Regions from separate parts of the Mus musculus genome. Here region 2 is linked to region 1. Evidence: chromatin contacts called from public Hi-C data. All regions are on one chromosome and are shown on one strand. The core of a region is the stretch at or near the end of the contact, and the rest is flanking DNA. Distances in the headings are between cores, read along the strand shown. Region 1 overlaps Gm46401 (a long non-coding RNA gene). Region 2 has its middle 78 kb from the start of Pitrm1.

Evidence for each region. Hi-C and Micro-C count contacts between places; a contact is called where the count stands out from the background.
Region 2: a Hi-C map of bone marrow-derived macrophages shows a contact between it and region 1, with 4 times the contacts expected there. The contact joins two enhancer-like sites. A contact is called at or near these places in 5 of 39 promoter capture datasets (the 3T3-L1 cell line, 3T3-L1-derived adipocytes, cranial neural crest and 2 more), 1 of 15 datasets of contacts at CTCF or cohesin (the NIH/3T3 cell line) and 5 of 484 Hi-C or Micro-C datasets (3T3-L1-derived adipocytes, bone marrow-derived macrophages, cerebellar granule neurons and 1 more).

The regions. Positions count from the first base shown.
Region 1 is chr13:6,007,448-6,014,397 of GRCm38.p6, forward strand. It overlaps Gm46401 (a long non-coding RNA gene), which reads left to right. Exons shown (of 6, transcript XR_001780857.1): 5 at 14-124; 6 at 6,251-6,516. Among named protein-coding and RNA genes, the nearest start is that of Gm46401, 95 kb to the left of the region's middle. Within about 2 kb of position 2,459, at least 36 of the 459 cell types and tissues checked have an H3K27ac peak or open chromatin away from gene starts, as enhancers often do. A contact at or near this core is called in bone marrow-derived macrophages, where this site is marked.
Region 2 is chr13:6,466,762-6,473,711 of GRCm38.p6, forward strand. No RefSeq gene overlaps it. Among named protein-coding and RNA genes, the nearest start is that of Pitrm1, 78 kb to the right of the region's middle. Within about 2 kb of position 2,755, at least 50 of the 459 cell types and tissues checked have an H3K27ac peak or open chromatin away from gene starts, as enhancers often do. A contact at or near this core is called in bone marrow-derived macrophages, where this site is marked.

The DNA of each region.
Region 1 (6,950 bases), core at 1,209-3,708:
TGTTTCCCAACAGTTCCATCAATTTCCAGTGCAAGTGATGTTTTGACTCTTTCTTCTTTTCCTCAAGATACAGGCAGTACAACAGAACTCATCTGTTCACAGTCCTGGCATAACCTAGCATCGAGTAGGTGCCAAACAGCTATTTATTCATTAAACTATGTGAAATGCATCAGTTTTGTGAATTGCAGGTTGGGCTTTGTGTGTGTGTGTGTGAAAATAATATCTTTACCTGATAGCCATGCAATCAATTTGTAGCAATTTCCTTCAATATTAAAACATTCCATCCTTCAGAAAAGCTCCTTAATCCAGAAAGTAAACAACTCGAAACTGCTTCAGGAAGTTCCTGAAACTGACCAGATTCAGTAGTCTACTCCTTCTCTAGAGTAAACAATGAAAACTTCTGATAGTCATTATCCAACAATGCAAGTTGGAAAGAATCATCAAAGACCAGAACAGCTTTCTAGAAGAATCAGAAACTAGCAGAGCTGTATGGAAAATGGTTAGACCAACTTAGTCACTTGGAAAAGACACTTTCCAACATTTGGAGCTGCCTGATGGCTGTGCAATGTGTTCCAGGTGCTCAGGTTTTGCCAACTCTCATTCATCCTAGGGTGGACTCTGATGATGCAGCAGTTTTGAGTCTGCTACTATAAGTAACCCCTAGCCCATATTTCTGTAAGTAACCCCAATAAAACTCATTAATTCACCAAGTTTGACTTGAGTGATAGCCATAATTTGGTCTTTTGTGGCTTCCTATCTGAGGCAAGTATACATGTACATTGAGTCTCTCCAGGAAAAGTACATTACATAACACTTAGACTTTTGAAATGGCAAATTGTCTCACAGTGCACATAATTCTTAGACAAAATGTCTCACAGTGGAAGTTAGTCTCTATTATGAGGAATGTGGTTGATCATCACACACATCATCATATATCACTGAAATATTTTAAAACTTATTTCAGTATCATGGAGCATTACACCTCTACAGCCTCATATATTCCAATACTGCCCTCATTTAATAAAATCTTTCTTTTAAAATAAATTTTAATTAATTTCTTATAATATTACTTTCTCCTTTCCCTTCTCCTTCCTCCCTCCCAAACCATTCTATGTCCTCTCCCTTCAATGCCTCTCATATACACCACTCCCTCTCAAATTGACAGCCTCTTTTACTTTGATTATTATTGCTACATATATATGTTTACACACACACACACACACACACACACACATATATATACATATATATGTGCAGCATTCTATAAATGTAACCCATTGAGTCCATTTGGTGTTGCTTGTATGAATATGGTTTTAGGGGTGACCACTTTGTATTAGAAAACCAATTAGGATGCTCATTCCTGGGAGAGGCTAATTCTCCTCCACCCAGAGGTCATCAGCTGCCTATAGTTCTCTGGCTAGGAAAACATTTAAGGCCCATGGTACTCTCAGAAGAGAGAATAGAAAGATGAAGGGCCAAAGAACCTGGAAGTTGGCTATGAGATTATGTTTCCTAGAAAGAAAAGAGAAATTACTGCCAGGATACCTGAACACTATGACTTCCCAAACAAGATTTGAATGATACCCATGCCAAAAGACAAGCTAATGTGGAAAAAGGAACCCTCTTTTCAGTGTTCTTCTTTTATTTTTGAAATTATAATAAAATTACATCATTTCTTTTCATTTAAAACAAATATTTGGAAATATAGTCCTGCTAAATAGCGTAATCTAGCCTTGAACTTTCCTGCTGACACTCTTTGAGAGTCATTCTCCAGAATGTCTTAAATTTCAGGCCTATGCTTCCAGACTTGCCTCAGATGTAATTTCTCTCTCTGCTACACACTTAGCTTAGTTTATTATTTTTCTTTTGTGATAGCAGTAGCTGAATACTTGCTGACAGTAGTCTTCTCTCCATTCCACACACCTTTATTATATCAACTAAAATGAGCATTTGATAAAGGAGTTTGAGTTTTCTGTATCCTTCATGAGCCCATCAACATGGTCAGTGGATTCACAAACCCCTACATCTGACTTTGTAATAACCCCAGTTAGTTACTCATTTAGCACATTCTGCCTTATAATTCAAGACCCACTCAGGTGTGATCTATGCCAGTTTTTCAGGCCAGATTTTACTTTCCTAAAGATGTTTTTCTGGCTCTCTGTTTTTATAAGCCGTGTGCTCTATCACCATGGGAGTTCAACAGGGAGTGTAATTAAATGAGTCACACTTTGTAATGTGTCTGCAAGTGATAAGCACTATTGAAATTGTTTAAAAATCAAATTAAAAGGACTACACATTCCCAATCTATGTAGTGTATCCTCGGGTCCTAGCCTAAAGTGGCAATCAATGAACAAGACTAAATGAATGGGGGAAACTGACAAGATGCAGATTAGCTGCAACAAGGAGGAGAAATCATTGCATGAGTCATAGCAACCTGACTAATGAAACAGATCTGGGTCCCCACCCTTCAGGCCATATCCAGAAATAGATGCCAGGGTGCCTGCTGGCACCAGAGAAGGAACTTGTATTTGTTACAATTGCTGTGACAAAGAACTGGACAGAAGCAACCCAACAGAGGAGGGGCTCCTTTGGCCCATAATTGCAGAGGCTTCAGACCAACAAGCTGGGCAGACATGGAGGTGAGAATGAGCTGGTTCTTGGTAGCAGAAATGTATAGCTGCAGTTTCTTACATGGGCTGGTCAGGAAGCAGAGCCTGGACCAGAAGCAGAATTTGACTACCATCAAGATTTTCCATCCCCCGTGACCGATGTTCCCCCAGCTAAGACTATGTCCAAATATTTCTAGTGCCTTCAATAGAGCACTATCATCTGAGCACTGAATGGTCATACCATAAGCCCTCTGGGGACATTTCACCTACAATTCCTAACAAACGTCTTAATTTAAAAAAAAAAATGACACCCTGAAATATTCTGCACTTACTCTGTGGAGAAGCGAACCTGGAGATCAGAGTTAGATGGTAGAAGAGGCCATGCTAAGGGGTTATAGAGCAAGTGAAGCAATCCTGCCAAAGGAGGTGTTCTGAGTACTGGTCTCCAAGTTTTCCAAACAAGCTTGCTCTATGGTGGTAGAGAAGTGTAGAAGGCACTGGTCCAGTTGGAGAACCTGGTGCAGTTCCTCAGTGCAGTTGTAAAAGGAAGCTTCTAAGAAGCTCTGATAATTGACCTTAGCAGGCTAAGTTATACACCTGCCATCCCCCTCGACTCAATTCATTTGCCTATCTCATTATTTGTGCTTTCCCCGGCCTTATTGAAATCACAATTATTTGTGAATTAGTTGGATCCGAGGTAATAAGGTTTTCTCCGGTATCTTTAATTATATGTAAAAGTGGCAAGATAATTCCTTCATTTAGCATAAGACAAAGGGGATTAATTAAACATGAAAAAGAGAGAGAGGGAGACACAGAAGTCAGATATGGGAAGGGTTTCTTGTATTCAGCATTAGGAATCTCAAGAGCATGAGGAGGAGGGAATTACCATCTGTGAGTCTTTGAAAGGTTTCTGTTTGTACTTAGCTGGCCTTGTCCATCTTTCCATCCTGTGGGCACAGGCTGTGGAAAAACCATTTAAGGACTCCATACTGGCCAACTTTTCCAGTTATAGGATGCTCAAAACTCAAAACTATGTCTGTGAGTTGACTTCATAGCACTTTCTAAGACTCCAGAGCCACAGGATGAAAAAGAGAATGAATTTTTGCAAACTACCCTCAATAGGCATGCTGTGGCATGTTTGCACCTGTTTACACACAAATAAAATAAAGAAATGTAAAAAACTGTTATTTTCTCAGCTGAATATGTTTTCCAATGGGGCTTCAAATTTTCAACAATCTTCTAATGGACTTTTTATGAGAGTAATGGTCAGAAAAACCTAGTGCCAGAAAAAACACATCAATTTTCACAAAGCATTCTGTCTTTATTTTTATTGATTAAGTTAGTGGTATAGACTTATGGGACATCACATAATATTATGGTACAGGTGTAATGACCAAACCGAGGCTACCAGCACATTTATCACATTTATCATTTGACATCTCCCATGATGAGAACATGTAAAAAATACAACATTGAAGCACAAAGTATACAACACTTGCTGCATTTATTACACACTGTGTGACAGAACTCAAAAGCTCTAATATTCGCAGGATGGATAATAAATTATAGGTGCTTTGTTGCAAGTAGAATTCAGAGCTAAATAAGCATAGTAAAGGAAGTCTTAACACAGTTTTGCTATGGTCTAGAAAACATGCATTTCTACTACCATCTCTCTTCCTAGAGAGCTAATCAGCCAGCCACATAGAGATAGAAAATAAATAGATGAATACAGAGAAATGGATACTTCTATATACAAATAAGTATATGTAAAGAGACAGGTATACACAGATAACTGTATGTAAACAATTTTTTCTAAAGGTGAGAGGCATGAAGGAATCAATATATGTGTTTATAAATAGGTATGTACATATGCATACGCACACATGTGTGGCTATTGCACACGTGTGTATGCATATTATTCAATAACTATCTTTGCTAGATTGGAGTATTTGGTATGTTAAGATCCATTGTTTTAGTTATATATGAATTTATGGAAGAGGAATTATCAGAGTCTATTAAATATCATTGGATAAAAGGGAAGAGGGGTTATAGGGGAATCAAACAAAAAAAGAGAGAGAGAGTATTTGCTTTTTCCAAAAGCAAATACTGAAGGTTGATGCTTGGTTCCTGCCTCATTTCATCTCCCATTTCTATCTGAAAGATTTACAGAATCCCTGAGATTTCAAAGTCGTGTTCTGCACTTGCAGTCTTTAAAGGAGAGAAAGAATTCTCACTAGGAAATAAAATGGCTAACAGTGATAAATAGGGAAGAAATGTTCTTGGATTTTAGTATTGTCAAAAGTTTTCAAAAGGAGCCTGAATTCTTGGAATAAGAATGTATAATCAGAACACCCATCCCGTGACTCAGGATTGTCAGAGCAAAAGCAAATACAGTCACAATGTCCTCTCAGGTTGCCAAAACACATAGACAATCATCAAGAAGTTGGCACTATCAACAGTGAAGGGAAATACTCCAAACATATGCACTTTAAAACAAAATCAAGGAGAGATCTTTTAAGTAGAGTATTTTAATGTAATAATGTTAACAGGAAAAAATTAAAAATAATAATGTGTAGCAAAGGCATCTACAGTTATGGGGTTGGGAAGGTGCCCTGTGTGTTAAAATGTTTGCTATGCAGGTATGAGGACCTGAGTTCAAATCTATACACATGTGTAAATATATGAACACAACAATGTAGGTCTGTAATCAGCATCCCAGCATAAGGTAAGTGACAGGAAAGTCCTGGGGTTTCTCTGGTCAGCCAGTTTATGCTGGATTGGTAAATCGCAGATTTAGTGGTAGACCCTATCTCAAAAAATAAGGTAGAGAACAACTACGTCAGATGCCCAATTTCTCATCCCCCCAACAACAACAACAACACACATACACAGAGAGAGAAAGAGAGAGAGAGAGAGAAAGAGAGAGAGAGAGAGAGAGAAGGAAGAAAAAGCAACAGCATTTCATTGTATTCCGGAATGCACACAGAAGAACCATGTGCACAGTAATACTTTTCTCCTACAACAGAGAAGCACAAGATAAATAAAAAATAATAACAGGTGCAATAGGTAAAAGGAGAATTATACGTCACATCCTCAAATATCACTTATAATTCCACGGTTTCATGCTCTGCAAGGCATTCTGCTTAGTAAAACCTCATTTGAAAACACCCAGCTCAGAGTTGGACATAGATTTTGGTTGGAATTGAAAGGTAAGCAGGGTTTTACAAGTCTTTCCTGAAAACACTGCTGAAGTCAGGAGGAAAATGTAGCTTATTCGGCCACCCTGCTCCTGTAGACAGAGACTGGGAGGGACTTAGAAGCTGAATCATTTTATTGTCCAACAACATCTGGAGTCCCGTTCATCACAGCAACTTTTGTGGTCGCCTTCCTCTTGGCATTATTTGTTCTTTTATTTTGAATGTATTGCTTTTTAGAGCATTTTAGTTTATTTATATACAGCCTCAAGGATTGGATAAAATATGGAGAAAAGGTTTTAAACTGTTGATTTTAATTATATGTTTTTTCTTACTTTGGGGAAGATAAACCCCAGCAAAGCAGCAGGCTAAGGAAAACCTTAACTAAGAAGACCTACGTGACAACTACCTGCTTGACTTGTCCTTGTATCTCATTATATTTGGCAGGTTGGAAAATGTATAATCTTAGAATATCTGGAGGTTCCGAATGTATCCTGAGCTGAAAGCACAACTTCAGGCTCAAGAATGACAATTTCAGAAATGCACACAACTGGACAGTGAGCATGCTCCGAAGTGCACACAACTGGACAGTGGGCATGCTCAGAAGTGCACACAACTGGACAGTGAGCAAGCACAGCTCACCTTTATTCCATTTTTTTTCTGAGTCTATGTGAAGGATCCCTAAATCAGGGCTCTGTGTTGTTTCTCTACCTCGTGTACCATGTCTCTGACTCTGATGATTTTGTGTCAGCTATCGTCACATTTCTTTTATGTGTCTTGCATTTATTGACCCACTTCAGTTTTAAATGAAAGCTTCTTGATCATTTTGACAAAGTGTTTGTCCTTTGTTCTTCCACTTCTCCAGCGTGCTTGCTTATGAGTGGCTTCTACATAAGCGTCTGGGTCTTCATGATATGCCAATTGGTCATGAGTTTGTTAGGGAAATCTTAGCAAGACTGGGTATTTTTGTACAATTTATAATTCAGACGATGCTACAGACAATCAGAAAAAGTAGGGTGGCAATGTGCTGAGGGCATACTATTCTGTAACATGGCATCTTAGAATCTGAATAATAGTGTAAACAGGAAGGCCACTCTCTTGAGATCTCTCATCTTTTTTTCCGTATAGCTAATCATGAAGTCATAAT
Region 2 (6,950 bases), core at 1,505-4,004, 460 kb after region 1:
ATGCATGTAAAAAGGAAGGTACAACATGCAACTGAAGAAATACAGGCCAGCAAAAGTGATAAACACAGTTGGAGCCTGGTCCCTATACATCACCTGAGGAGGGCTTTAAACTCCAAGACATAAATTTGAAAAATAAAAGAAGAAGAAAAGAAAAAGAAAAGATTGATGCTGGAGAGATGGATCAACAGTTCAAAGTTCAGACTGATATATGGCTCCTGTACAGGACAAGATTTCAGTTCCCAGCACCCACATCAGGCAGCTCACAACTACGTGTAACTCTAGCTCCAGGGAATCAAATGGAGCTCCTCCTTCCAACCTCCTGGGGCACCTTCACTCACATACGCATATACCAACATGTATGCACATACCAACATATAGACACATGGGCATATACATAATTAACAGTAAGTAAATCACTTGTAATATATATATATATACATGCATGTATATGGGTATCCCTATATATGTATATATCTCAAAGGCAGCCTCGGTGATAACCCCAGAACCTCATATCGGGAAACAGAAGACTATTCTATAACTCTATTCCTGAGGAGTCATGAACAAACATCTACTCAAGCCAAATAGAGAACCCACAGAGACCACAATAAAGATATCACCTGTCTTAGTCAGGGATTCTATTCCTGCACAAACATCATGACCAAGAAGCAAGTTGGGGAGGGAAGGGTTTATTCAGCTTACATTTCTGCATTGCTGTTCATCACCAAGGAAGTCTGGACTGGAACTCGTACAGGGTAGGAACTTAGAGGCAGGAGCTGATGCAGAGGCCATGGAGGGGTGCTGCTTACTGGATTGCTTCCCCTGGCTTGCTCAGCTTGCTTTCTTATAGAACCCAGGAGTACCAGCCCACGGATGGCACGGCCCACAATGGGCCCTCCCACCCTTGGTCACTAATTGAGAAAATGCCTTACAGCTGGATCTCATGGAGGCATTTTCTCAAGGGAGGCTCCTTTCTCTGTGACAACTCCAGCTTGAGTCAAGTTGACACACAAAACCAACTAGTATAGCACCAAAGTCCAACTAATAAGCCATGGTTTATTAGAGTTACCTAGAGGAGCAGAAATAGCTCAAAGACAGGTACATCACCAAAAGCCTACCCCCCACCGCCAACATGGGTGACAGCTCACAAAAGCTTCAAACTTGAAGCTCACAGTATAACAGGCAGGCAGCTAGAGAGGTTGTAGGGTGTCTACTTCAGGCAGTTAGGTGGTTTGAGCCTCTTCTGGAGAGCTCAATTTGTCTGAGTATGTCTCTCGTCAGTCTTTACTGCTTATACCTGCTTGGAGAAGGAAATTCTTAGTGAATCTGGTTAGTTTCAGGAACTTCCTAGACTTGTTGAGTTGTTAACTTCTTGAATTTTATTAGCTTTTTCTGCAGGATAGAAGGTTGTACCTCTGTCTCAGATAGCCAGAGTCTTAAGTAGCTTCTCTCCAAGGAGAAATATTTAATTTCTGAGGAAACTGCTCCACAGCAAGGCTAGGTCATACAGAACCACACAGTCTGCCATGGAACCTGCCTCCATTCTCACAAGCTCTCCTGCACACACACGCGGATGCTATAATTTGAGATCCTGAGAGAATCCTCGAGGTATGGCTGGCCAGGAACATCTTTACCCTAAGAGAAAGACTACTGTACATTTGTACATATCAGAGTTCACTATACTCTGAAAGAGTCTTCCTTGAAGAAAGGTGAAAGCTTGCAGGACAAGCAGTACCACACTGAACTCACAAAGTGATATAGCTCCATCCTGCTAGCATCCTGAAGAAGAGTGAGATGGACATTGAGGGCAAAGGGTTAGTGAAAGATCCTGAGAGAGAGCGAAAATTATTTAAGCCCCTAGACCTGTGTCATTAATGGCAGGGAGTAGAACTTGCCCCATTGTTGCAGGAAATGTTTGTACAGAATACTCTAACCATTCCTTAAATCCATTATGCAAACTTGCTAGCTTGCCAAATGCTATAGCCCAATGCCAGGTGTTTGCGGTTTCTGCCTTTATAAACCCCTTACCCCTTGAGCTCGTGGTCGACTCCTCTACCCCTGCGTGGGATATGAGTCGTCCCCAGTGCACTGTTCTTTCCCGAATAAACCTCTTGCAGTTTTCATCAAGACCATTTCTCGTGAGAGATTTGGGGTGTCACCTCTCCTGAGTCAGAACGTGGGGGAGTCCTCACGTTGTGGGTCTTTCATTAGAAGTCAAGGCACTGAGATATTTGAGATTGTATAGACCATAGGTATATTTGTGGGGTGTATATTTTCTATTTATATTCCAAGTAGTATGCATAGATTTTTATTAGACTCTGTCATGGTCCTCAACTTTCACCTTCACACATTCCCCTCCTACATTACTAAGTGAAGGAACGTCAGTTCTTGCTATGAATCACAGTCACCGGTAAGCAACTGAGATTTTGTGTCAACTTCTTGAAACCTGGAAGAAGCCCAACTGCACTTGTGTTGATTTGTGTAATGGCACTGGGGTCTGTGGTATAGGAAGTCACTGAGTCTGCCAACTCGTGCTTTGAACATGACTATACCCCATATAATAATTACATATATGCATTTCAAAACTGCTAGAGGATGCTATGCGCTGAGTGTTTGCTATTCCAAAGCTCATCCTGCTCTTTATCATTCACTGACGTTGACCCTTAATGAAGAGGGAGACAGCTCACTTCCTTCAGCATCTAAAGAAGACAGTGTTTACTGCAGCCTCCGAGGAGATAATTATCGGCCGCACTGCCACCTGCTGGAAGACTCAGAAGAAAGCTTCCTTCCCTTCTTGGAAAAACCCCTGGGGAGAGAGCCCAAGAGACAAAGGTCACCTGCGATGAGTTTCCCCAGCAAGACTATAACTTGAGACTTATTTTCAAAACCAGCCTCGTCCAGTCCATTCAGAATGCAGAGCCCCTCCCAGGAGTTCTTTCTGCTCAGTGGAGGCTGAAACTGATGGGCAGTCAGCCAGGAAGTGCCTGAAGCTTTGGTTCAAAAATGAGATTCAGAGCATGTGTTGGACTGTGACAAGGGAAGTGAAGGACATCGCTCATGCTCACACATGCCTATGCCTGGGTTGTTCCTCTCAGAGGCTCTGTGGTACACTCCCACCATGCACTCTCTCTCCTCCTCCATCTCCTGAACCTTTCTCCCTCCCTCCTCTCTCCATGTTATTTATCTTCATCTCTCTTTATGTCACCACAATGTCTAATACACACACACTATGCAGGTTCACACATACACCCAGATACATACCTGCCCACACATACACACAGCATTATCACCACACGCATGGACACACCATACAGACACGTGTGTTCACAGGTGTGCCAACGCGCCTCATAGGCAGAGAGAGTCTTGAGGTCGGCAGCTTACTATGCAGGCTGTTAAGCTCTCATAAATACCTAGAATATCAAAAGACAGATTTGTCCAAGACCTGTGCATTTCCTATTTGTAGTTCACTAATTGTCTACTTTATGTGACTGCTAATGCTTACTCAATATGCAGGAAATTGACATAATGACAGAGTTGGATGTGTTCTCGGCCCTGGGGTTCTAATATGCCTGATTTCAGTCAGCATGCATAAACGTGGAGTATTCAGGGTCTCCGACATGATGAGGAGTTTACGGAGACTGGATTGCTTCTAGAAACACCCAAGACAACGAAACATGGCATGATATGATTGCCATGGTAACGAGGGTATTCCAAATGAAAATCACTACGGTGCATCACTAATTTAGGGCTCCACTAAACACCAAATAATATTTCTCTTAAGAATGCTGAGCTGTGGTTCCTGGTAATGCAGGGTCCTGTAGCAAATGCCACACTGCAGAAGAAAAGTACAGGGGAAATTCTCCGCATACTGTGCAGGGTTACTGTGGATACCCCAAGGGTGGGAGTCAGACCACATCCACTCATGGTGGTTCATTTAGAGAAGTTCTTAATATATTGCAACTGCGACATACACTAGTAATTTTCCAAACCTGGGATTTGGTTTAGAAATCAGCTCAAATCTGGTTGGCCCTTGTGTCTAGTCTAAGCTGAATCATTATTCCTGCATGTGGCTCAAACCGCATAATGGTATAAGAGGTGCAGGCATGAAAGGAACGTGTTAGAGGCACAGCTAGGAATCCGCAGCCAAGAGAGGCCCGATCCTGTCTATTTTCACACCCTGGCTGCTCATTGCATATGCAAAGAAGCAGCCTCAACTTTCTCAGGTCACACAGCATCAGCCTCGTGCCTCAAGCTCTTTTTCATTTTATTTGGATTGGTTCAAAGAAGAGGCTCCTTGCAAATCCTAATTCTCACCTCTGCAACGACAGGGCTAAATTAAAAGAAGAGCATTAGTCTGGTTTACTTTTCTTTCAGGGGTTTTCTAAGAAATGTTCCCTTCTATTTCTGCCCTCTGGTTCCTTTTTGTCTCCCTTAATAGTTGCCCACTGAAGGTCAAACACAGAAGACATGAAGCATAATGCGAACAGCGGGGATCCCAGAGACACACAGCCTGCATTCCGAAATCTACTTTGACTTTGAACTTGGCTTTGGAAAAGTTACAATTTGTTTTCAACCTGATCAGTAAAATCGAGGTCAGCTACATGAGAGGTGACTGGGGTGTGTCCGGTGTCCTGTCCATGCCCGCTAAGTGCTTGTCAGTCTCCATATGCCCTGCAGCCTACCTGAGGATTGAATGGGGTCCTTATGCTAGACCAAGTGGGAGCCTTTAGAAATCTTATAGACCCATTAGAAATCACCCTTACACTGCCCTGGAGAGTATCCGAGGGTTCTGTCCACAGGGGGTAAAAACGAGATCCTCCCTCATTAAGGCTATGCTATTAACTCGGAAGTTCTTGCACATTCGCTGAATGAACTTCCAAACAAAAAATAAAAAATTCTGTAGCTTAGAATCATAGTTTTCCTAAATGCTGAAATAATTTTATGCCATTTCCCCTACTAATTACCATCTCATTATTATTAGAAGAACGCTTTCCTTGAAATCAACACAATTTTTGCTCTAGTTCATTTTAGCCGCATGGCAGGAGGCCTCGGTGACTCCCATTCAGAGGAAGGTAGCGACACCTAGTGGTGTCTTACTCGAGATGCAATCCTTTCACTTCTACCTGGTTGGATGCCAGTATGAGGGTTGGCTCCTAGGAACTCAAAACATTAGTAAATACTTCGTTGCCTTGTGTTAGAGTCTTCCCGAATATATGCAGATAGTAAAATAAAATAAATCCTTGAGCATCTGAAGTTCTTGAGAACACTTGACCTCAATGAACCTGATCCAAAATCCTCTCTGCGATAAGCTCCCTGGGTCATCAGACAAAATGGATTTCCTATCCCCAGGAGTTTATGAGTTGTCACGGCAACCAAGAAGTTCTTTCTTTTGTTTTGAGGTGGTGTCTCATATATCCCAGGCTAGCCTCAAACTCATTATATAGCATGGAGGCCTTTTAACTTCTGCTCCTTCCGTACTCCCTTGCAACTTTGGATTACAACCTTGTTCACACGGTGCTAGGGAAGGAGCCCAGAGCCCTATGCATAAAATTATGTGTGTGTGTGTGTGTGTGTATTTAACTTTAAATGAACTTCCATTCTTTATGTAATAACTTCCTAATGAAGCCAACTATAACGTGGGAATTATTAATTGAACATCCTTCATTTCACAGGGACTTTCTGCCTACACCCTTGCATGATGAACTAACTAGTGGGTACTGCCATCATTTCTCTGCATCCTGAAAAAAAAAAGCTAACACGAGACACAGAAGAGGCCTAATAGCTCTTCATATTCTGAAAGCAGGACTTTGTGATAAGGAATTCTCAGTGGGAAGAGTCATGTGCATGTTCCCCGCACAAACACAGACCGCAAAGATGTGGATTATAAGTGAATCATTAATAAACATGTGTGCATACTCTTCTGTTGGTTGGATTGATCCCTTTCTCCTTAATCTCTCACTAAAATCACAGTTATGAGGTTGGAGGAATGGCTCAGTGGTTGAGAGCGCTGGCTACTTACTCCTTCTGAGGACCTGGGTTCAATTCTGAGCACCCACACGGTGACTCACAACTTTAGTTCTGGCAACTTTGGGTGCTGCATGCACAAGGTGCACAGACACACGTGAAGGCAAAACACCAGCACACATAGGGTAAAAACAAATAAATCTTTCAAAAATGCAAGATGATGATAGTGCAGTGGGTGATTTTGCATTGTGGAACTAAGATATCACCATCTTGCCTGATGAGAGACTGTCTTTGGAGCAGAGGAATTCTTTTTTAATGCTAGAACAGGAGAGCACAGTATGGTCTGTATCCATTTTTTAATACTAGGTCTTGTGTAGCATAGGTGTGCATTGACCTCGATATGTAGCTAAGAATAACAGTGGACTTCTGATCCTCCTGTCTACATATTGCACATGTTGGCATTGTGGACGTATATCGTCAAGTGGGATGCATGCTAGCTAGGCATGTTCTACCAATTAATCTCCATTTCCTAAGCCCAAGAACTCACTGCCTCCAGTGATTCTTTCTGAGGTGAGAGTGTCCTCATTGGATCTCACTGTTTACCCTTCGCCTAGGAATGTCCCCTGCCCTTTGTAGAGCCCCTTGCCAATACTGTTCTTACATTTATCTCTTCATTATTCACCAGAGATAAGCCCTTGCATCTGCATGAAATGTGGATGTACGTGGAAACCTGGAGGCTATGTGTCATAGAAAAAGACCTGACCCGGCTACATGCAATATACCTTATTTGTCCTCAGCTGTGTAGAGGCTGTCCAGTGCACACGTGGGCAGGGAAATATGTAGACAATCAAGACAGAAGAATGCCAGGAAATCAGAGCCTTGGGCAACAGCATGCATCATGCAGCCGCTGCTCAGTGGGAATAAAAGGGCTTGAGGGGTTTTTTTTTCCCCTGCTGTTTTAAAATTGATATAAATAGATGTCATGCCGC